3 separate regions of the Mus musculus genome follow, and all the other regions are linked to region 1. Evidence: chromatin contacts called from public ChIA-PET and Hi-C data. All regions are on one chromosome and are shown on one strand. Each heading gives the region's core, a stretch centred on a gene start, on an enhancer-like site or on the middle of the called end of the contact. The rest is flanking DNA. Distances are from core to core; before and after follow the strand shown.

Region 1 (3,444 bases), core at 290-2,789:
CAGCAGGCCGGAGAAATCCAGAAACCCCAAGTACAGTTTACAAGCACCTTGTGTCTTGTTTCTCAGGACTGAAAGCACCAGGTCTTCCCCATCCCACCCCCAAGTGGCCAATACCAGGTTAACAGGACCAGAGGAGGAGGTGGCTGCCTTCCTCCTTGCAAGCCAACAAGAGGAAAAGGGCGGTGGTGCCCCAGTAATGAAGAACCAGGCAGCCTGCACGCAGCCCAAGAGCCTAGCTGCAGCCTTGGGGGCCATCACACCTCGCTTTGGAGCAGACGGCAGGAGTGACGCTTTTTCACCGGAACCCTAGCACGGTCTCGCAGACTTGCTCTGGCTGAAACGCCGGCCTGTCTGCTGCCAGCCTTTTACAGACCCCGGAGGCCTGGGAAGCGAGGACGGGATTTATCTATCACTGGATCAAACTTTCACATTTGCAAGTACCCTCGCTCACATCTTAGCTCAAAATACACGACAAGAAGCAGACTAGTCTAAATGAAGGAGCCTTTTGCAGCCATAACTGGCATCTTGCCTCATTATTTCCCAGGAGACTAAAAATTAAAGCAAAGCTCGCTCTCCCAAAGCTATGCCCCGTGAGCTCAGCAGCGCGTTTCAGCACCTGCTTCGGGGACAGTCGCCATCGAGAGGGAGGGCACAAACTCGCCCAGGTCACCGTGCTCTTCCCTCTCTACCCCAGGCAGTTGTCCTGGCGTCGGGAAAGCAGAGAGCGTCTGCGAACCCCTGCCAAAACACTGCTCCAAACAAAATTATCAGTGGCCATGCCATCCATCTCCTGTGATCTTCTGCATGGTGGGGGGTGGGACGAGGGGGCGTCCTTTATGATCATGGCCAGCCATAAGGGACCTCTACGCCCCACTGATGAAGAAGAGTCCCATGAGGGCCTCGGCCCTCCTCGACCCCGGGGGATTCGGCTGTGTCCCCCGAGACTCGGGCTACCTGTGGACATTAGGGAGGCTTAGGCTGGAGGCGCCCCGCGGCCGTGCACCAAGCGGCCGCCACCACAACGAACCACAGGTCTTTGTGAAGCGTGCTGAGGCACCTCCAGGGAAGACCCAGGAGCTAGAATATCTCTTCAGTTCTGAGACTTTTAGATTTCGCCCAGGGTCTCTCGGAGCTGTCGGGGCCCGGACCGAGGTTCCCCGACGAGGCGCCGCGCCCTCCCGGGGGCCTCGGGCGCCACTTACCGCAGCCGGCGCGCAGCCGGCGCTGCTCAGACGCGGGCTGGGTCCCCGGCGCGGCGCTCGACGGGGTTGGCCAGGCCAAGCGGCATCGCTCGCCCCGGGCTCAGTGAAAGCGCGCCCCGCGTCGCCACCCGCGGGGTCCCGGACCACAGAAGACCCTGCGCGTCTGGGGAGAAAAGGGGGCGCGGCACGGAGCACAAGCCACAGCAAAGCCACCCGCAAGCGGGACCTCGGGTCTGCGCAGTGGGCCCACTGGGTGCAAGACGGTGACCCCCCAACCCTCGCCTGCTGCGCCACGCTGGCCGCACCCACTCCTTCGCAGCAGGTCTCCTCCCGCGCCGGGAGGGGCCGGGAAATCCCGCCCGCCGCCGCCGACGTCACTGGTGCGTCACTGGGGCTCCCACTCCGGGCTCCGCGCGCCCCAAATCCCGGGCCTCACCCAAACCCGCCCTCCCGGGGAGTGCGCAGCCTTGGAGGGTTTATGGCTCGAGGCAGATCCCCAAGTGCAGAGTGGGGACGGCCAGCTCAGGGTACTTCACCTGGGGACACCTAGGGTGCCTCACGCCGAGGAAGGTGGGCGCTGTTAGCGCAGATGCTGAACATCTGGAAATGCGCACCAATCTTACGCAGACGTCGCTAAGCAACGCGGGCAAGACCGCCACCCGGCCAGGCTTGGCAGAACAGCTGCCTCCCAGCCAGTCACAAGGGTGTGAGTGGACAGCAAGGAACTGCTGCCACGGGGAATCCTGGCGACTCCCAACGGTGAGATGGTCATGGCCTGCCAAGCCTCGTCCTAATGGAACTGTGTTTTGTGAGTCTCATTGTAAACCGATGAATTACCAAACTCCTCTTCCTTGAGACGCAGCTTCAGCCACGTCTGTTTTTCAACTCAGGAAATAATACAAAGCCCTCTGAAGACAGAAGCAGAGAAAACATTTCAGGCAGTAAATGCATAAAGAAGGAGGAAACCGTATTACTTCTGTCTGAACACCACTGACAGATTTCTTGAAAATCTTCCTTCCTCCTGTTCACCTTCCCTAACTATCCCTGCAGAAAGTGACACTACACAGGGTGCCTTAGATTTTCGCATATCTATCTGACATGCCTCACAGTACCGTGGACAGAGGTGCACTTAGGCTGCTGAGTGAAACTGCCCAGAGAGGCTGGAAAGACGCAGTGGGGTGGGAAATCACACTGATTGTCTTCACAGTTCCCAGGAGTCCCTTTAGGCCTCAGAATTAAATGACGTCGCAATGATTTAGCCAGTAATATTCACAAGGCAGAGGCTGAGATCCTATAGTCACTACTGTTGAAAATTCAAGCAGCACACAATCGTGTCCACTATTTTTCCTCTTGGATTCACGTCTCCCCTGCAAGCCCTGGCTCGGTTGTACACTCTTTCCACAAACCAGCTGCAGGAAAGTTGACCTTAGGTTTCCTCTCACCAGAATTCTAACGAGTTGTGCCAACTGTTCAACTGCATGGCACTTCAATAGATAAACTCTCCGGTAGACTGGGTGGCTACTGGGACTCCTCCATTTCTCCCAGGCCCCTTCTTGTCAGACCAATATTCAGTCTCTAGGGCTCTGGAGGGAGTTGTATCCTTTTGGGCAGCCTCCTATACAAAGACCCTACCCTCTTCCAGGAGCAGCCCTTCTGGGGGCCAAACGAGTAACACATCGGACCTCTGGGACACATTAAATATCCTAAGTATATCATGATTAAGGATAATTAAAAGCAACGGAGTTGATTCAGTGTTGAGTACAAGGGTAGAGGGGCAGCCGACTCAAAGAGACCAATTGCTTCTGGTACGGCAGACAATAATATCTAAATAAGAAATTATCAGTAAATCTAAATGTAGCTGTGATAACCTCTGATAGGACATATGTGTTCAATTCATATGTGTCAGTCTCAAATTTATTTAACAAGTGGCTCTTGTCAAGATACATATCAGAGCAACAGGAAAGGAATCTAAGTTATTCAACCACTATGAAAACTATAGTGTAGATTTAACTAAAATCTCAGAAAACAACATAAAAAAACCCTTTGGAACTGGATTTTAAAAACGATTTGGACAAGATCAAAATTTGAGAATAAAAAGAAGGCTTCCTGTGATCAGCCAATAGGAGCTGGGTGAGACCAGCTTACTTCACATTGGGAATGAACCAATGCCACGGGATCACCTTTTAAAAACCTACCTCTCATGGGCTCTGCTCACGAGGGAAGAACCTTGCAAGGCTTCAGC
Region 2 (3,547 bases), core at 457-2,956, 270 kb after region 1:
ACAGACAGACACACACACACACACACACAAATGCATAAACATTTTAAATTTATTGTTGAAAAATATGTGGTATTTTACATTTATTATAAAACTGTTCTGTTGGTTGCCCCCAGCACCCCAGCACGTGGGAGGAGAAAGCAGGAGGGCCTGGAGGTCAGGGTCATCCTCAGCCACACAGAGATCCAGGAGGGATGGGCTGCAGGAGAGCCTAGTCAAATAAACTAACGTAATTAATCAGTTACTATTGGACTTGAACACAAAATTCATGTAGACTTGTAAAGACAAACTATGAAGTGCTCCATCAATCTCTGGCTTGGGTAGGCTCAAACACACACACACACAGTGTCCTCGATGCAATGCAGTACTTTGCCCCAAGACTGTCCTCCAGCTGGAGGCTACCATCATATTGACCACAAAAGAGGAAACAGTCAGAAGGGAACCAATGGTCTTGAAAGACTCCCAGAGGAGCCCCTCGCTCAGGCCTCAGGACAATAGCAGACATCCAAGAACTCACGATAGACCGAGCTTGTTGCAAACCACATGAGGCTTTATTGGGGAAAGCCAGAGCTCTGGGGACAACTCATATCCCACGCTGGGGTAGAGGAGTCGACCTCGAGGGGAAAGAGGTCCCAGTTTTTATAGGCCCTCGGGAAGAAAGGAGAAGTGGGGGGAGTAGGGGATTCCAGAACTAAACAATGTCTATTCTCAAGAAATGGGTATGGGAGGGGTACAAGGAAAGAGTCTGGTGCAGGTGCAGCAACTCAGGATTGGCCGGGCTGTGGTTGCTGGGGAGATTTTCTGACTCTTTCTCAGCCACCAATATCACAAACACCTGGCAATGGGCTTCATCAGTGGGCACACACATGAGTCAAGGAATGGTCAAAACATTGGCAGACACACAGATTCAAGGAGTGGCCAGAGCATTGTGCACCTCTATTTTTCTAAATCAGTGAAGCTAGTTCTGCTAACACTGACATCTATCTTGCCAATGGGCTTCTGTGACCTTTTACATTCTGTCAGGATCTTTCAGTCTCAACAAAAAACAAAAAATAACTTCATTTGGTTCAGTCAAAGCAACCAGAAGGTTAGAGGTTTCTACGAGCTGAAGAATCATCACAAAAGGCCCTCTGCACTGTCACCATCAAATGATGGTCCTACCTAATACTAAGAACACCGGCAGTCTGGGCTAGGAATGGAGTTCAGTGGTAGAGTGTTTGCCGAGCATGCACAAGGACTCAGGTTCAATTCCTAGTATACAACTGGTGACACCTGAGTGTGCTCTCAAGTGACACTTGAGACTTACAGCCTATTTTTCTTTCTGGCTTTGTTGACCCAGTTTCACTACTTTGAAGAACATGTTGTATTTATAAGATGCTAACGTGTGTTTCTAGTGCCAGTCTCCGAAGGTCTCATACTCGTCCGGGCCAAGCCATTTTATTTCTAGCAAGCTTCATTCAAATTCTTGTTCACTGTTAAAGGTGACTTCCCACGGGAGTGGCCACTTTTGATAAAAGTTTATCCCTTTTAAACTTCTTCCAGAGTTTAACCCCCACTGTGAGGCATGGAGCAGTTTCAGAATAACTAACTCCACCTTTATGTTTTACAGGTCGGCCTTTGGGAGGTGACCAGCATGAGTTAAGGTCATCTTGTGATGCTTCGTGCATTGAGCGGCTCTGACCTCTTGTGGTCACATTTGGAACTGCGTTGGCAAACCAGCGAGATTTCAACTGAGAGGCTAGCTAGGCTGAAAACAGGCTGAATGCTCTCTATGCTCATCGGTGCCCCTCTTGAGAGGCAAGTGTCCAAGAAGCCATTCTCAAAGTTCTCGAGCTTTCTGGCACTTCCATGTCTTAATTTCTGTGCCATCTTAACAAGGATCACTTTGTAGATGTCCCTCTTTCTTGCTAAACTCCTCTAAGATTTTGGCTGTGGCCTTTGAGCTCCACACCCTGGTGAAAGAGGAAATGAACAGAGATAGTTTTGCTACTAAAGGATCCTTAACCTCCCCTTCAGAACTGTGATCTTCAGATGGGTTTGTTCGAGAAGCCTCTAAAAATCGCACGGATGGGGCTGTAGCTCCGTTGGTAGTTAGTTACCTAGCATTCACGAAACTGTGGTTGGATCCCCAGCGCCAGGATCGCACAAAGCCCAGGCTGACCTTGAACTCACTGTGTAGCCAAGGATGGCCTTGAACTTCTGATCCTTCTGCCTCCACCTCCGAAGTGCTTGGATTACAGGATTCGGAGCTAAGAGCTAAGGGTCAAACCCAGGGCTCCACACACATGCTAGCTAGTCAAGCTTACATCCCCCACACCAAACAAAACAAGAAGACCAGAGTTCGATCCCCAGAATCCATGTTTTTAAAATAAGCTGGCCATGGGGGTTGGGAGTCGGGGGAGCCGGCCTGTTGGGGTTGCAGAGGTAGCTCAGCATTTAGGAGCACTAGCTGTTCTTCCAGAGGACCCTGGTTCAGTTCCCTGTTCCCACATGGTAGCTCACAGCTGTCTGCAGCTTCAAGTCCATGAGATCTGGCACCTTCACATACATGCAGGCAGAACACCAATGCACATAAATTTAAAATAAATATATTATTAGTATAATAAATAATAATATAATATAACAATATAATGTAAATAATAATAAAAGTTTGTGCACGCTTTTAATCCCAGCACTTGGGAGGCAGAAGCAAGGCCAGTCTGGTCTACAAATTAAGTTCCAGAACAGCCAGGGTTACACAGAGAAACCCTGTCTCACAAGAGAGAGGGGGTGGGTGGGGAGAAAGAAAAGAGTGACAGGTCATCTGCAAAGTCCCTTCCTGACAGGATCCTAAGGAAAGCCTCATAGTCTTCATAGGACTAGTCAGCTGCGACAATGCCCAGACCAGTATTTTGCCCTTTTTAGGTAACTAGGAAATTTGGCTTTGCAGTAAAACAAAACAACTTTATTGCAATATAAATATAATATAATAAATATGCAAAGCTCATAAGGCTGTACATGACAATTTTTAAATTATAGTAAAATATTGTTATGTAATATATAAACATGTATACATATTGTATACATGTATGTACTACAGAACTGGTGCCATGGCACAGGCCTTAATCCCAGAACTGGGAGATGAGGCAGAAAAATTGTGAGTTTGAGGCTAGCCTGAGCTACACGATGAGCTCTTAACAAAGTAATTAAACAAAAGAGAATATATAATTCAAAAGTTTCCCTTGTAGCTATTTTAAGTGCATACTTCAGTGTCATTAACTACATTTTAAAAATGATGCAGCCCTCCCCAACCTATTTCCTAAAGCTTTTTATCACCTCGAAGACTCTAATTATTAATAATTCCATTCTTCCTCCCTCTACCTTCTGGTGACTTAAAATCTACTTCCAGTTTTGTTTTGTTTTAATTTGCCTATTCTAAGTTCCTCAAGTAAGTGGAATGATCTAATACCTGTCCCTTAGCCACTGGTCTGTTTGTCACCGCACAATGTCCTGGAGGTTTGCCCATGCTGTTGCATGTAGCAGAACTTCCATTTGTTTTCACAGCCAGGCT
Region 3 (3,394 bases), core at 4-2,503, 290 kb after region 1:
CGTCATGGTGACCAAAAAGCAAGATGAGAGGTCCATTGGACTTGCAAACTTTATATGCCCCAGTACAGGGGAACGCCAGGGCCAAAAAGGGGGAGTGGGTGGGTAGGGGATTGGGGGGTGGGTATGGGGGACTTTTTGGATAGCATTGAAAATGTAAATGAGGAAAATACCTAATTAAAAAAAAAAAAGCAAGAATAAGAAGGAGCTGGCGTTCCAGCGCTCCCTCCAATAACCTATGATCTCCAGCCTTACCTCCTAAAGTTCCCTCCCCTGCAATGAGTCCTCTTCCTCTTTCCCCTCTTCTTCATCTGTGTTGGGGATTGAAGCTGGGACCTCACATATGCTAGGCAAACACTCTACCACTAGGCTATATCCCCTTTCTACAACAAAACCAAACAGATAAACAAAACACACTTATTCAATGTGTGTGTGTGTGTGTGTGTGTGTGTAAAACCTTTTGTAATGTATTTCAACATTATCTTTTGAGGTTTATCTATTGCTACAGTCCATTTGTTTTGGCTGTTGCCTGTTACTTCATAGTACAATTTAAACTAAAATTCATCTTTCCATTCTTCTTGTTGCTAGATGTACTGGCTGGTTTGAGGTGTCAACTTGACACAGGCTGGAGTTATCATAGAGAAAGGAGCTTCAGTTGGGGAGATGCCTCCACAAGATCCAGCTGTAAGGCATTTTCTCAATTAGTGCTCTGGGCTGGTAGTCTTGGGTTCTATAAGAGAGCAAGCTGAACAAGCCAGGGGAAGCAAGCCAGTAAAGAACATCCCTCCATGGCCTCTGCATCAGCTCCTGCTTCCTGACCTGCTTGAGTTCCAGTCCTAACTTCCTTGATGATAAACAGCAATGTGGAAGTGTAAGCTGAATAAACCCTTTCCTCCCCAACTGCTTCTTGGTCATGATGTTTGTGCAGGAATAGAAACCCTGACTAAGACATTAGATATTTAGATTGTTTTTTTTTATTATAAATGATACATAAACATTCTTGTACATTTATTTCTAGGGCATGCCCCCTTGGGTATATAACTGGATGTTGGCTTTCTTCTGAGAACAACATTAAATAAATAAGCCATCTTAGCAGATGGCCCTTATTGACATTATCTGTGTCCCATCGCCACATCCCAGACTACAAGTCTAGATCTGTTTCTGTTTAGTAAACAGAGCCTTAAAGATAGGGCAAGGAGTCAGACTTTCTAAAAAATCGAAACAAAAACTTAGACATCTGTTTCTCTTTGAACTGGAGATGTGAAAGCAGCCCACAGAAATGCTGAATGCTGGCTGTTTTAACAGCAGCTGGAACACCTCACTCAGCTCTAGTGGCCAGGACTGCTTCTTTATGTGTCCCTCCCATCAAAATCTGTGGGCAGAGCTATAGCCACAACCTGTAATTTCAGAAACAGAAGGTGGCCCTCTTCTCCTTTAGCAGTGATTTTTTTTAAAGCAGTGTGTGTGTGTGTGTGTGTGTGTGTGTGTGTGTTCATGCACACATGCAAGCCCATGTGAGAGAGCACAAAGAACAACTTGTGAGAGTCTTTCCTCCCACCATGTCTTCAGGGGATCAAGCTCAGGTTGCCAGACTCGAGGCAGCAAGCACTCTGCCTGCTGAGCCACCTCACCACACTCCCACTCTCTTCTTGCTTCTTAGCTGCCAGTGAGGTCCTCAGCTTTGCTCCGTGCTCCCCACCATGAGGTTCTGCCTCACCCCAGCCCAAAGCAACAACCTCGACAATGATCTGACACCGTGACCCAAAACAAAACTTCCCTTCTTCAAGTTGATGTCTTGGGTATTTTGTTCCCTCAGCTGAAAACTGACAAACACAGACACTGGGTATGCCTAGTAGGTTCTGTATAGCTGGCAGCCATCTATGAGCATTTGTTCAACAGTGTTTCCTGAGAGTCTGACCAGTTCCTAGTCTCAAACCTAACCTGGCTTGAGGCTTCTGGGATGCCTACATGCCAAGGAGGGGCCACTCAAGTCTCAGGTAAGCAGCAATTCCCAAGGCTGCATATTCAGGTCAGTAACAGGTGATGTAAAACATTCCATACTTTAGTTAAACCTCCCCCCATCTTGGGCCCTTCATCCCATCTCCCCATCATACATTCCATTCCCCAACACTCCCAGGCTTCTGTTGATCTTATGTCCATGTGGCTAGACCAGACATTTGGTCACATCATCCTGTTTCTGGATGGCATTATTAAGGTTGACATTCTATGTACATTGTTCTTTCTGGCCTCATCCAGTCATGTAAAGACATAAACAGAACACAGACAAACTTGCTCCTCTTCTGAATAAAGAGAACTCTTGCCCAGACATGGTAGCACACGACTTTGATCCCAGCATTCTGAGAGTTAGGAGGATCTCTGTGAGTTCAAGGCCAGTCTAGTTTACATATGGAGCTCCAGGACAACTAGGGCTACATAGTAAGACCTATGAGGGGGGAGGGGATAGAGAGACAGACAAACAGAGAGACAGGGAGACAGGGAGACAGAGACAGAGACAGAGACAGAGACAGAGACAGAGACAGAGAAAGAGAAAGAGAAAGAGAAAGAGAAAGAGAAAGAGAAAGAGAAAGAGAAAGATTGTTTCTGTCTGATAGCCTCCAAACCAGAAATCATTTGTTTCCTATGTTTTTGATCAAACCAAACATAAGCCTTTTCTAGGTCACAAGGCTACTAGCTTCTGGACTGGAATTCGAACATACGCTTTCTTGGTTCTATGGCCTTCACACCTGAACTAAATGGTATTGGCTTTCTTGGGTTCCCTGCTTCCTGAAAACAGATGCTAGGGTTTGACAGTCTTCAAAATGATAAGATTCAATTTCTTTTTTTTAAAGATTTATTTATTTTATGTATGTGAGTACACCATTGCTCTCTTTAGATACACCAGAAGAGGTTAACCATTACAGATGGTTGTGAGCCACCATGTGGTTGCTGGGAATTGAACTCAGGACCTCTGGAAGAGCAGTCGGTACTCTTAATTGCTGAGCCATCTCTCCAGCCCCAAGATTCAATTTCTTATAAGTGTGTGTGTGTGTGTGTGTGTGTGGATGGGTGTGTGTGTGTACACATATATACACATATATTCTCTTGGCTCTGTTTCTCTACAGTCCTCTGGTAAATAAAGCTCAGTGCCCGTTTTGATCCTGTGCTGCTGACTCCGGTACCTAGGAACCAATACAATCTAAAATTCCAGCATGGCTTTGGGTCCTTTGAAGTATCCCCGAAAGCTGTGTACTATGCACTTCTGCACTAAGGCCTGTGGTCTAATCTCCATTGTACAGAACTCTGAAAACTTTCCATGGACCACTTCCTCAGAGCCCCTCCTCCCCAGGTCATCAAAGCTTATGAACACATCAATAGGCCATCAACTCTTAACACCCCC

What was found. Hi-C and Micro-C count contacts between places; a contact is called where the count stands out from the background. ChIA-PET counts read pairs in DNA pulled down with a chosen protein or histone mark.
Region 2: a Hi-C map of bone marrow-derived macrophages shows a contact between it and region 1, with 36 read pairs. The contact joins the enhancer-like site here to the promoter of Gng4 in region 1. A contact is called at or near these places in 11 of 39 promoter capture datasets (the C10 cell line, the HPC-7 cell line, cranial neural crest and 7 more), 2 of 15 datasets of contacts at CTCF or cohesin (large pre-B cells and pro-B cells), 14 of 484 Hi-C or Micro-C datasets (B cells, the N1E-115 cell line, bone marrow-derived macrophages and 8 more), 6 of 115 datasets of contacts at active chromatin or transcription factors (embryonic forebrain, embryonic stem cells, large pre-B cells and 2 more) and 5 of 9 other capture datasets (adipose tissue, embryonic stem cells, liver and 2 more).
Region 3: an RNA polymerase II ChIA-PET map of memory CD8 T cells shows a contact between it and region 1, with 4 times the contacts expected there. The contact joins the enhancer-like site here to the promoter of Gng4 in region 1. A contact is called at or near these places in 3 of 39 promoter capture datasets (embryonic stem cells, liver and pre-B cells), 3 of 484 Hi-C or Micro-C datasets (bone marrow-derived macrophages and erythroblasts), 3 of 115 datasets of contacts at active chromatin or transcription factors (bone marrow-derived macrophages, memory CD8 T cells and stem cell-derived neural progenitor cells) and 2 of 9 other capture datasets (liver and macrophages).

Annotation. Positions count from the first base shown.
Region 1 is chr13:13,782,402-13,785,845 of GRCm38.p6, reverse strand. Gng4 (guanine nucleotide binding protein (G protein), gamma 4) reads right to left here and starts at 1,539. Exons shown (of 4, transcript NM_010317.3): 1 at 1,203-1,539.
Region 2 is chr13:13,515,195-13,518,741 of GRCm38.p6, reverse strand. No RefSeq gene overlaps it. Among named protein-coding and RNA genes, the nearest start is that of Lyst, 73 kb to the left of the region's middle. Within about 2 kb of position 1,706, at least 90 of the 459 cell types and tissues checked have an H3K27ac peak or open chromatin away from gene starts, as enhancers often do. A contact at or near this core is called in B cells, the HPC-7 cell line, adipose tissue and 6 more, where this site is marked.
Region 3 is chr13:13,490,175-13,493,568 of GRCm38.p6, reverse strand. The region is part of intron 12 of Nid1 (nidogen 1); the gene reads right to left. Among named protein-coding and RNA genes, the nearest start is that of Nid1, 54 kb to the right of the region's middle. Within about 2 kb of position 1,253, at least 32 of the 459 cell types and tissues checked have an H3K27ac peak or open chromatin away from gene starts, as enhancers often do. A contact at or near this core is called in memory CD8 T cells, where this site is marked.